Linked DNA regions of Mus musculus: region 1 is linked to region 2. Evidence: chromatin contacts called from public HiChIP or PLAC-seq data. All regions are on one chromosome and are shown on one strand. Each heading gives the region's core, a stretch centred on a gene start, on an enhancer-like site or on the middle of the called end of the contact. The rest is flanking DNA. Distances are from core to core; before and after follow the strand shown. Region 1 has its middle 14 kb from the start of Gm40554. Region 2 holds the start of Psmc1 (protease (prosome, macropain) 26S subunit, ATPase 1).

What was found. HiChIP or PLAC-seq counts read pairs in DNA pulled down with a chosen protein or histone mark.
Region 1: an H3K27ac HiChIP or PLAC-seq map of differentiating embryonic stem cells shows a contact between it and region 2, with 6 times the contacts expected there. The contact joins the enhancer-like site here to the promoter of Psmc1 in region 2. A contact is called at or near these places in 4 of 39 promoter capture datasets (cranial neural crest, frontonasal cranial neural crest, hippocampal neurons and 1 more) and 5 of 115 datasets of contacts at active chromatin or transcription factors (T-cell acute lymphoblastic leukemia, VIP interneurons, astrocytes and 2 more).

Annotation. Positions count from the first base shown.
Region 1 is chr12:99,008,580-99,013,128 of GRCm38.p6, reverse strand. No RefSeq gene overlaps it. Among named protein-coding and RNA genes, the nearest start is that of Gm40554, 14 kb to the left of the region's middle. Within about 2 kb of position 1,743, at least 46 of the 459 cell types and tissues checked have an H3K27ac peak or open chromatin away from gene starts, as enhancers often do. A contact at or near this core is called in VIP interneurons, differentiating embryonic stem cells and hippocampal neurons, where this site is marked.
Region 2 is chr12:100,108,716-100,112,819 of GRCm38.p6, reverse strand. It overlaps Psmc1 (protease (prosome, macropain) 26S subunit, ATPase 1), which reads right to left and starts at 2,618. Exons shown (of 11, transcript NM_008947.3): 1 at 2,609-2,618; 2 at 436-489. The coding sequence starts at 2,611.

The sequences.
Region 1 (4,549 bases), core at 494-2,993, 1.1 Mb after region 2:
GGAAGTAGAACACCACAATTTCATAAAATAGCTTCTTAAAATACCCTGCCCCCTCTCTCTGTAGAATCATCTTAACATGTGGGGTGTTTGCTTCCGATTACTATAATAAAATATCTGAGTCTTCAAAAAATAAAACATTTATGGGGCTGGTGAGATGGCTCAGTGGGTGAAGTGGATGCTGTGTGTCTTAGTCAGGGTTTCTATTCCTGCACGAACATCATGACCAAGAAGCAAGTTGGGGAGGAAAGGGTTTATTTGTCTTACACTTCCATACTGCTGTTCATCACCAAGGAAGTCAGGACTGGAACTCAAGCAGGTCAGGAAGCAGGAGCTGATGCAGAGGCCATGGAGGGATGTTCCTTATTGGCTTGTTTACCAGTCTTGCTCAGCCTGCTCTCTTATAGAACACAAGACTACCAGCCCAGAGATGGTCCCACCCAGAAGGGGCCTTTCCCCCTTGATCACTAATTGAGAAAATGCCTTACAGTTGGATCTCATGGAGGCATTTCCTCAACTGAAGCTCCTTTCTCTGTGAGAACTCCAGGTGTGTCAAGTTGACACAAAACTAGCCAGTACACAGTGCATGTGCGAAGACCTGAGCTTGGATCCCAAGCACCCTTGTAAAAGCACGGCACAGAGGCACATCTTTGCAGTGCCAGTACTAGAGGACAGAGGTAGGCACAGCTGAAGGTTTTCTGGGCCAGCTCGTCTAGCCAAAGAGCTGAGCTCTGGATTCTGTGAAAGACACTGCTTTAAGTAAACAAACAATCAAACCAATAAGGAGATGTGATTGAAGAAGACAGCCTCATGTCCACCCCAAGCCTCTACACATGCCCACATATGAACACACTCATCACATACACAAATGCACACGAGAAAGAGAAGGGGGGGAAAAAAGCCATCAGAGTTAAACTTCCAAGAGAACACAAAAATTTGACTATTCTATTCTCCAGCCATTAACGACCAGTTCATGGGTCCCTCTAGGTCAATTCAAAATCCTGTCAATGTCACCTTCAGCATCTCTCCCTTCTCCAACAGAGAATCCCCAGGTTCCTCTCTGCTTAATATTATTATTATTTATTATTATTATTATTATTATTATTATTATTATTATGAAGTGACTGTTTATTGACTATGTTCAATTTTTAAAGCGCAATTAGGAATGGCGGAAGGAAGCCAAAATAAAATTCTCATTTAGCTTTTTTTTTTTTTCCCGCCAAATGCGGAGATGGGTTTTTAAATGAAGGCAGGGCCTTGGTGCAAGAGCTTGGAAAATGGCAGTGAAACGGCAGCTGGACTAATGTGCGACATTGTTCCTGGACAGCCTTTTTATTTCCATCTATATTTTCTCCGAAAGTCCCCAGGGAATCCGTTCTGTTAAAGCCGGGCCTATGGAATATAGGCAGTGCTCTGTTGCTGTGGCAACCATTATCTCCTAATTCCTTTTCTTTTCTAAAAATAAAGTGCCCTTTCTCAAAGTATCTCCCACCCCCTGCCCTCCCCTCCCCGCCCCAGCCCCTGCTTTTTATTTAAATCTCTCGGTAGCAGCCGCGCCTCTCCTGCCTGACCTGGCGTTACTTTTGTTTGCTTGAGGAGAGCCACACATCGTGCCCATTACGAACTCCCCCCACTGTCCGTCTCTGAGTGTTAAATTAGAAGTCTAATGAAAGCTGTAGAGCAGCCCCAGCGATCTCATAGAGGGGGTGATGGTCCCAGAGCTAAAGAACAGATGCCACTTGGAACCTGGGATCTTCAGCTCATTAATTCATCTGCTGCTTTCAAGGAACTTCATTTCCATGACAAAAAAGAACCGTGCAGGGCTGAAACCGTGGGCGGAGGGCCAAGGCGGCTCTGAAGAGGCTCGGACTTCACTCAAGCCTTTGATCCCTGACTGCACTACGATGTCCCTTCCCTTGGATTTTTGCATTGTCCTAGGCTTCCTTTGGCCGGCATAGGACGATCTATCTGCTTCTGAGGCATTTGGAATGTTCGGCATTGGCCTAAATTTCGCAGCCTTTGTACATCAAAGATGGCCCTTTCAAAGTGATTGCTTTGGGCTTCTGAACCAAAAGGGTCAGTCTAGAGATGGTGTCCTTTCTGAGACCATCCGCCATGGTGGGATTGTATGAAAATGGGCCTTGCCATGAGTCAAAACCAAAGAATGTTTCTGCCAAAGATGAAATAAGGCAAATAGCTATGACCCCTGCCCTCTAAGCGTCCAGATGAAGCCACACCCCTGTATCCAAGGATTGAGATGTTGGTGAAATGGCAAAGACATCTCTAGCCCTATTCCCATTCCCATCTCTCCCTCCCTAGCCCTACCCTGGCCAAGCTTCTCTGGTAAGTCAGTTTGCTTCTCCATGTCAAGCTAAGAGGCTAAGGCAGGAACAGACAATATCAACTTTGGCTTACAAACAGCTGTATTTGGGCCCCACTGTGTTTAAAGGAAACCTTTAAAGTTTTCCCATAATAAACAAGGTTAGGCAAAAATCATTATTTTTGTTATCTTCCTCTTATGATTTTAAGCGTGTGTGTGCATACATACATGTGTGCATATGTGTGCTTGCTTGTGTGTTTGTGTGTGTGTTGGGCGTGTGTTTGGGGCTTTATCTTAAGTTAATTGACACAGGAACAGCTGCCCACAAGTACCCTGGAGGACCATGTGAGATTTGAATCAAAACAGACAGCACATAAGATGCTCTATGAATCATCTAGAGTGAGGCCTTACCTTTGTCGGGTACGTAAACATTAGGGATAAATGGATGAACAAATGTGCCCTGTGGGGGATGGGGAGATGGCTTGGTCAGTAAGGTCCTTGCAATGCAAGCAGGAGTACCTGGGTTCAGATGCCAGCACCTCCATAAAGAGCCGGGCCTGGTGATGCGGGCATGTAATCTTAGTGTCTCAGTGCTGGAGACAGGAAGACCCGTGGAACTCCAGAACTGGCTGGCCCACCAGTCTGAGTCGGTGAGCTTAAGAGACCAAGATAAGGTGAAGAACAATATAGGAAAACATCCTCCATTCTGCTCTGGCCTCCACATGAACACACCCACACATTCATATGCATACATCACATACACACACAACGCTCACGTGTAAGCACACATGCATACAGGCTCACACTAAAAAGACGATGATAGTAATTCTCAGGTTTGCTGTAAAGGTTGAAAGATTCATTCTTTATGGAGTGAGCACTTACAGGGCTTGGCATATGAAAATTACCATGTAAATATTTGTTTAGTTAACCCTCAAATGTTTCAATCCCCTAGATATATTTTAACCCCTCTACTTGATCTTTTCCCTCCTAGTTATCATGCAGATTCCTTGTATGGAAAATGACTCCAGACCCAAGCCCTGGCCACAGATATGTCCTTGGGGCAGAATCCCGGCTGCTACTAAACCTGGCTTTCAGACCTCATTTTCTAGTTAGTTGCCTAATTTAGAGACCTTGTCAATTTGCATTACATAGAAATAATGCAATCAGACTTCAAAGCTGCTTAGAACTGTGCCCTGCAGCCCATTGCTCTGAACTTCCCAAAGTAGGTTGGAGCAAGCGTAAATTATCTCACAGCATGACACTTCTGTGATCACTGGAGCATGTTGGGAGGGGGCAACAATAGAAATAAAAAGGCCAAATAAATGTACCACTTCCTCCCTACACATGGAAGCCGAGATGAAATCCTTTCATAGAAACGATGTGGATTCGTTCTATTATCATGGGCGCTCTTGTTTACTTCTTTTCTTCTGCGTCTTATTAGTAATCTAGTAGAACCTCCATCAAGTTTGGCTAAAAGAATTGGGAATGTACAGTACTCAGATTTTGAAAGCAAAAGCCTCAGGAGGCTTCACATGATCCCTCCCAGTGGCTGTTCTTTCCACCCCCTAAGCATTATCTTACTTTTAAGGGCACAAAAGAACTCTATTTTGATGTTTCACATAAAAGGAATCTTCTAGAATGTGTGGTCCAGGATTGTGTGCTGTTAATTTTTGTCCTCTAGGCAGTTGGTCCTGGGGTGTATAAGAAAGCAGAGTGAGCAAGCCATTAGGAGCAAGCCAGTAAGTAGTATTCCTAAGTAGCACCCAGTAAAAGGGTGGCAGTCCTCCTTTTGGTGGATCACTTGGCACTCACCCCCCAACCCCATGGTCTTGTAGATGGAGACTCTTGGGGAAGCCATTCAGGCACTGATAACTGTCTTTGACATCTTTTTTCAATGCCCAGCAAACCTGTCCTAATTACTGACCGTGTTTGACATATGGAATTTGAAGTCAGGAAATCTATAGATGAACTGCAGCTCTGGGTTATGGCTCTCTCTGATCCTCAATTTCATCATCAGTAGTACAGTAAAAATACACATAAAATTCATAATGTGGCTATTGAGTTATGTGAGTAAATGTCTTATAATATTGCAACCATTGCTATTACATATGCCCTGAATTATAACATGCTTTTCCTTGTCATCGAAAGATAAGTCATCTTGTTTATTGCTAAACTTCAAAATCAACAGTTCTTAACAGTAAAATGGCTTTGAGGAATACTATCTAGAGAGAA
Region 2 (4,104 bases), core at 1,369-3,868:
CACACACCCTTCCTAATCTGTAAAATGACCACCTTTTGAAAAGCAGACTTCATACTCCTGCTCACTTAGTAAGACCTAACTGCAGCAAGTAAGTGTAATCTCTTTAGAGAGATGGCAGCGACTCAGATTTTTTCAGTAAGTAGACCAAGGTCAAAATTGATTTATTTGTTAAGTTTGGTGAGGTGAGGCACTTCTCACACCTCAGTAAGTTAAACACTTATAGGTGATCTACTTTAAAACTTCCACAATGTTCATGTTTAAAAATCATTAACTCAGGGCAATACGTTCTTTAAAAATGAAACCGGTTATGCATCTGTATACAAGGTTACCAAGATCACTACATCACTTTGCTTCTTAAAGGTTGTGGTACCATACAGAACTCGCCGAGACCTAAGGCAGTTTCTATGGCCCGATCAGATCTTGCTTGGTATTTACCTTGTCATCCTTCTTGCCACCCCCAGGACCATGGCCACCACTCTGGCTTTGACCCTGAAAGATAAAAAAAGACAAAACACACATAAATTCAGAATACTATCACTTCACTGGTACTTTGGCTCTAAAACACAAGCACCCCCACCCCCACCCACTGTAATGTGTGGAAAATGAGTACCTGGGCTCCCAGGTATGCACTTACTGTGTAGACATTACTTGCCTCTTAGAACCAAGAGCCATGCGACAATGAGGAGCCAGTAAGAAAGCTGGCAGCCAGAGAGCACCCCTCTCAACCGGGAGGTTCAGACTTGCCACCCTCTAATGTCAGTTACCTCCCCGACTGTGAAAAGAGACTCGCCACGCATGGTCATTTACTCTCTCCAGAGATCCACAGGACCCAGAAGACTTTCAGCAGCAACCTACCAAGCTCCTATCCTGACAGCCTGGGACCCAGACAAGACTTCCTTCCCGATCTGAAAAGCTGTCATCTTAAAACGCATGAAAAGCTCATCGGGATTTCTGACTTTAAAACAATGCTTAACACTGGGCGATGCCTTAAATGGTGGTCCTTTAAATTCCTGTGCAAAGATATGTGGTTTAGTGTACGTGTGGGTCTGTGCCCGCATGCCGGGGCACTCGAGAGGAAGCCAGAGGGCGACTTCCAGGGATTCTTTCCTTCTGCCTTGTGGGTCCTGGAGTCAACTCAAGCTGCCAGGCTTCATGTCGAGTGCCATCCCATCTGCCCAACAGTGGAGCTTGAAACAGGAGTAACAGTGGACTCACTGATTCACCACCCTAGGGAAGCACCTCTCACTACAACACTGGTGGCTTCAGTACCAGGACAAAACCACCTCAGAAATGATGCCAAGCATAAAGCACATTCGACCACACGCAAGGCTCGGACCTACTCAGAGCTGGAGTTACAGACCATTCTGGAGCCTGCTGGCATGCATGGGTGCCGGGAACCAAACGTGGGTTCTCTCAAAGTGCAGCAGGTGTTCTTTACCCCTGAGCCGCTTGATTCTCAAAGCCCCCTTGATACACAGGCAGATAAAAGGACCAAGGTCCAGGGAGGTTAACGGCCCTGTATATTGTCACAAAGCTTGTTAGACAGAAATCACACTAAGTTCTGCTGTCTCTCAAACCCAGAGGGTTTCTCAACTGCTCTAGAAAAGAAAGGATTTGTGCCCCACCAATGGTCACTGGCTGTATTTCTGTTTCCTCATTAAAATGGGGACATTAATAATAATCTTCGGGGTTGTTCTAAGAAGTAAGAACAACTCTGGGGAAATGCCTGGCGCATGTTCGGGATACTTTTTGTTTGTTTGTTTGTTTGTTTGCTTTTCCGAGACAGGGTTTCTCTGTGTAACTTTGGCTGTGCTGGGACTCACTCTGTAGACCAGGATGACCTCGAACTCAGAAATCCACCTGCCTCTGCCTCTCGAGTGCTGGGATTAAAGTCGTGCGCCACCACCGCCCGGCTTGGGATACTTTTCAAAGTCATCACCGGTCCTTTGTGTGCTCTGGCCTTCACCTACATTCAGATGCATTGGCCTGGCAGCTCATGATTCGGGCGGACTTCAGGGTTGCCTCCTTTTGCATTTCCTGACCCTCTGCCCTGCCCGGGCTTCGCTCAGCTATCAGTACAGATTACTCCCTTACAACCTTAATTTAGGCCTCGATTTAGATTTCACATCCACGAAGGGTCCTTCGCTGATACCCTAACAAAACCAGCCACCTTCTTACAACACAGCTACGTAACGATCTGGCCCGGTCCTGTTCCCTGACATATTTATTGTCTCCCTGCTCTAGAACGGAAGCGCCATCATCAACCGTGCTCGCCCGGTAACCTCCGTGCCTACATCTGAATCCGGCTCAACCAACCAAACCGGAGAGCGCTGAGCCGTCTGCGGAGAAACACTACGCTGGCTCTGCGGCTCAGCCGCTGTCCCCAGCGTCGGCCGGGCTGTCCCACTCGGCTTCAGCCCTTCAGCGCCTGCCTACTCGAGCGGTTCACAGCCCGGTCTCTCCCTGGGCGCCGTGCATCCTGCCCGCGTCCGCCAGGGAGTGAGATCCGCTCCGACCCGCGATGAACCCGAGCGTCACATCGCCTCGTCCTCCCGCCTTGGGGCGCATGGATGTTTGAGACGACCAGCCGAAACCCTTAGTCACTCACCATCTTCCTTCAGTCCTCCAAATCGCCACCGCCGGAAGTGCATCCACCAAAGCGACCCGGACAGAACGGAAGTAACTTTAAAAAAAAAAAAAAAAAACAGGCTACGGAAGCCTATCGGGACCAACTTCCTCACGGGCGAAGTTGAGCACGAAGGGCTTATTTCGGCGGTTTGGTACAAGGATTGGTTAAACATGTGGGCACTTAAAATAGTTTACTCGAGGGAATTCTAAGTAGCTGATCTTGGGCTTTTGTCAGTAACTTAAGACAATGATCTTGGACGTTGGAGACTTGGGGAAAATATGAAAATTTTAGAAATTTAAAAGGATGCAAAATTATAATTGGGAAGAAGTATTTATGTCAGGCAGGAATGGCGCTTGGGACTGAGAAGTTGATGTGTACACAGCATTTATGATCTTCTTTAGTTTCTGAACTTTGTAGCTCTCTTGAAAATAGTTCTTTGCCGAAAGAGATCTAAATGTGTGCTTTTTTTTTTTTTCTTCCCTCTGATGACAAGGGACTGATGATGGTGGCTAATACTGTGTTAAAATTACCCTTGAGGCGCTGGAGAGAGGGCTCAGCAGTGAAGAGCAGGGGACCCACATGGCAACTAACAACCATTCAGGGCACCTGTAAGCACGTGATGTGCAAACTCATACATGTAAACATAAACAAAGTAATTAAAAATTAAAAAAAAAAAAAAGACAGGACACTGAATGTGGAGAGAGTCCAAGTATCACTGAGGAGGGACACAAACTGGGGCTTGGGGCCCCAGGCAGGTGTTACACATTGTTATTAATTAGTGTTATTAATGTTAACGATAAATTCTTTAGCTTGTCCATGTAAGTACTCTTTGTGTTCCTATTCCTAAGTAAGAGTTTGAGGGATAGGAAATCTGACTCCCTAATTAACAGCTACTTTGAACAAAAGAACTGGTTAGTCAAACAGCCCGAAGGACCTGGCTATTTTGAGTACTCCACAGACACACTGAGAACTATACACAATCCCAGTTGATGGCCTTAGCCGTTCCCAACACCTTGTATCAGACCTTTTGCTATCATTCAATGAATTTCAGAAGACCCTGCCATCATTTCTACCTAGCCCAGGTGGGGCTATTTCCCCTGATGGTCCAGCAGACAGAAACTGTGTGTTGTAAGGTGAAGGTTAAAGGGACAAGGTGACTGGTGCCAACACAAACCTTCATCAATACCCACGTGTGCTATGGTTATCTGAATCTTTATCTTGCTATATATACAGGCTGCTCCAAGCTTGCTGGGTGAGTTGGCTGGAGGACACTCCATTGCTGCCTCCCTGGATGTTGTAACATGAGGCTCAATAAAAGACTTCCTTTGGTCTTGTCTTGCCTGCTTTGATGGTAAAGGGAGGAAGTTAAATTTACTCTTGGGAGGCTGGAGACATGAACTGGTAGCACAGAGAAGCAGCAGATGTGGTGAAGGCAAAGGCGGTGGACCAACGGTGGCAGCAACGTTTAGATGTGT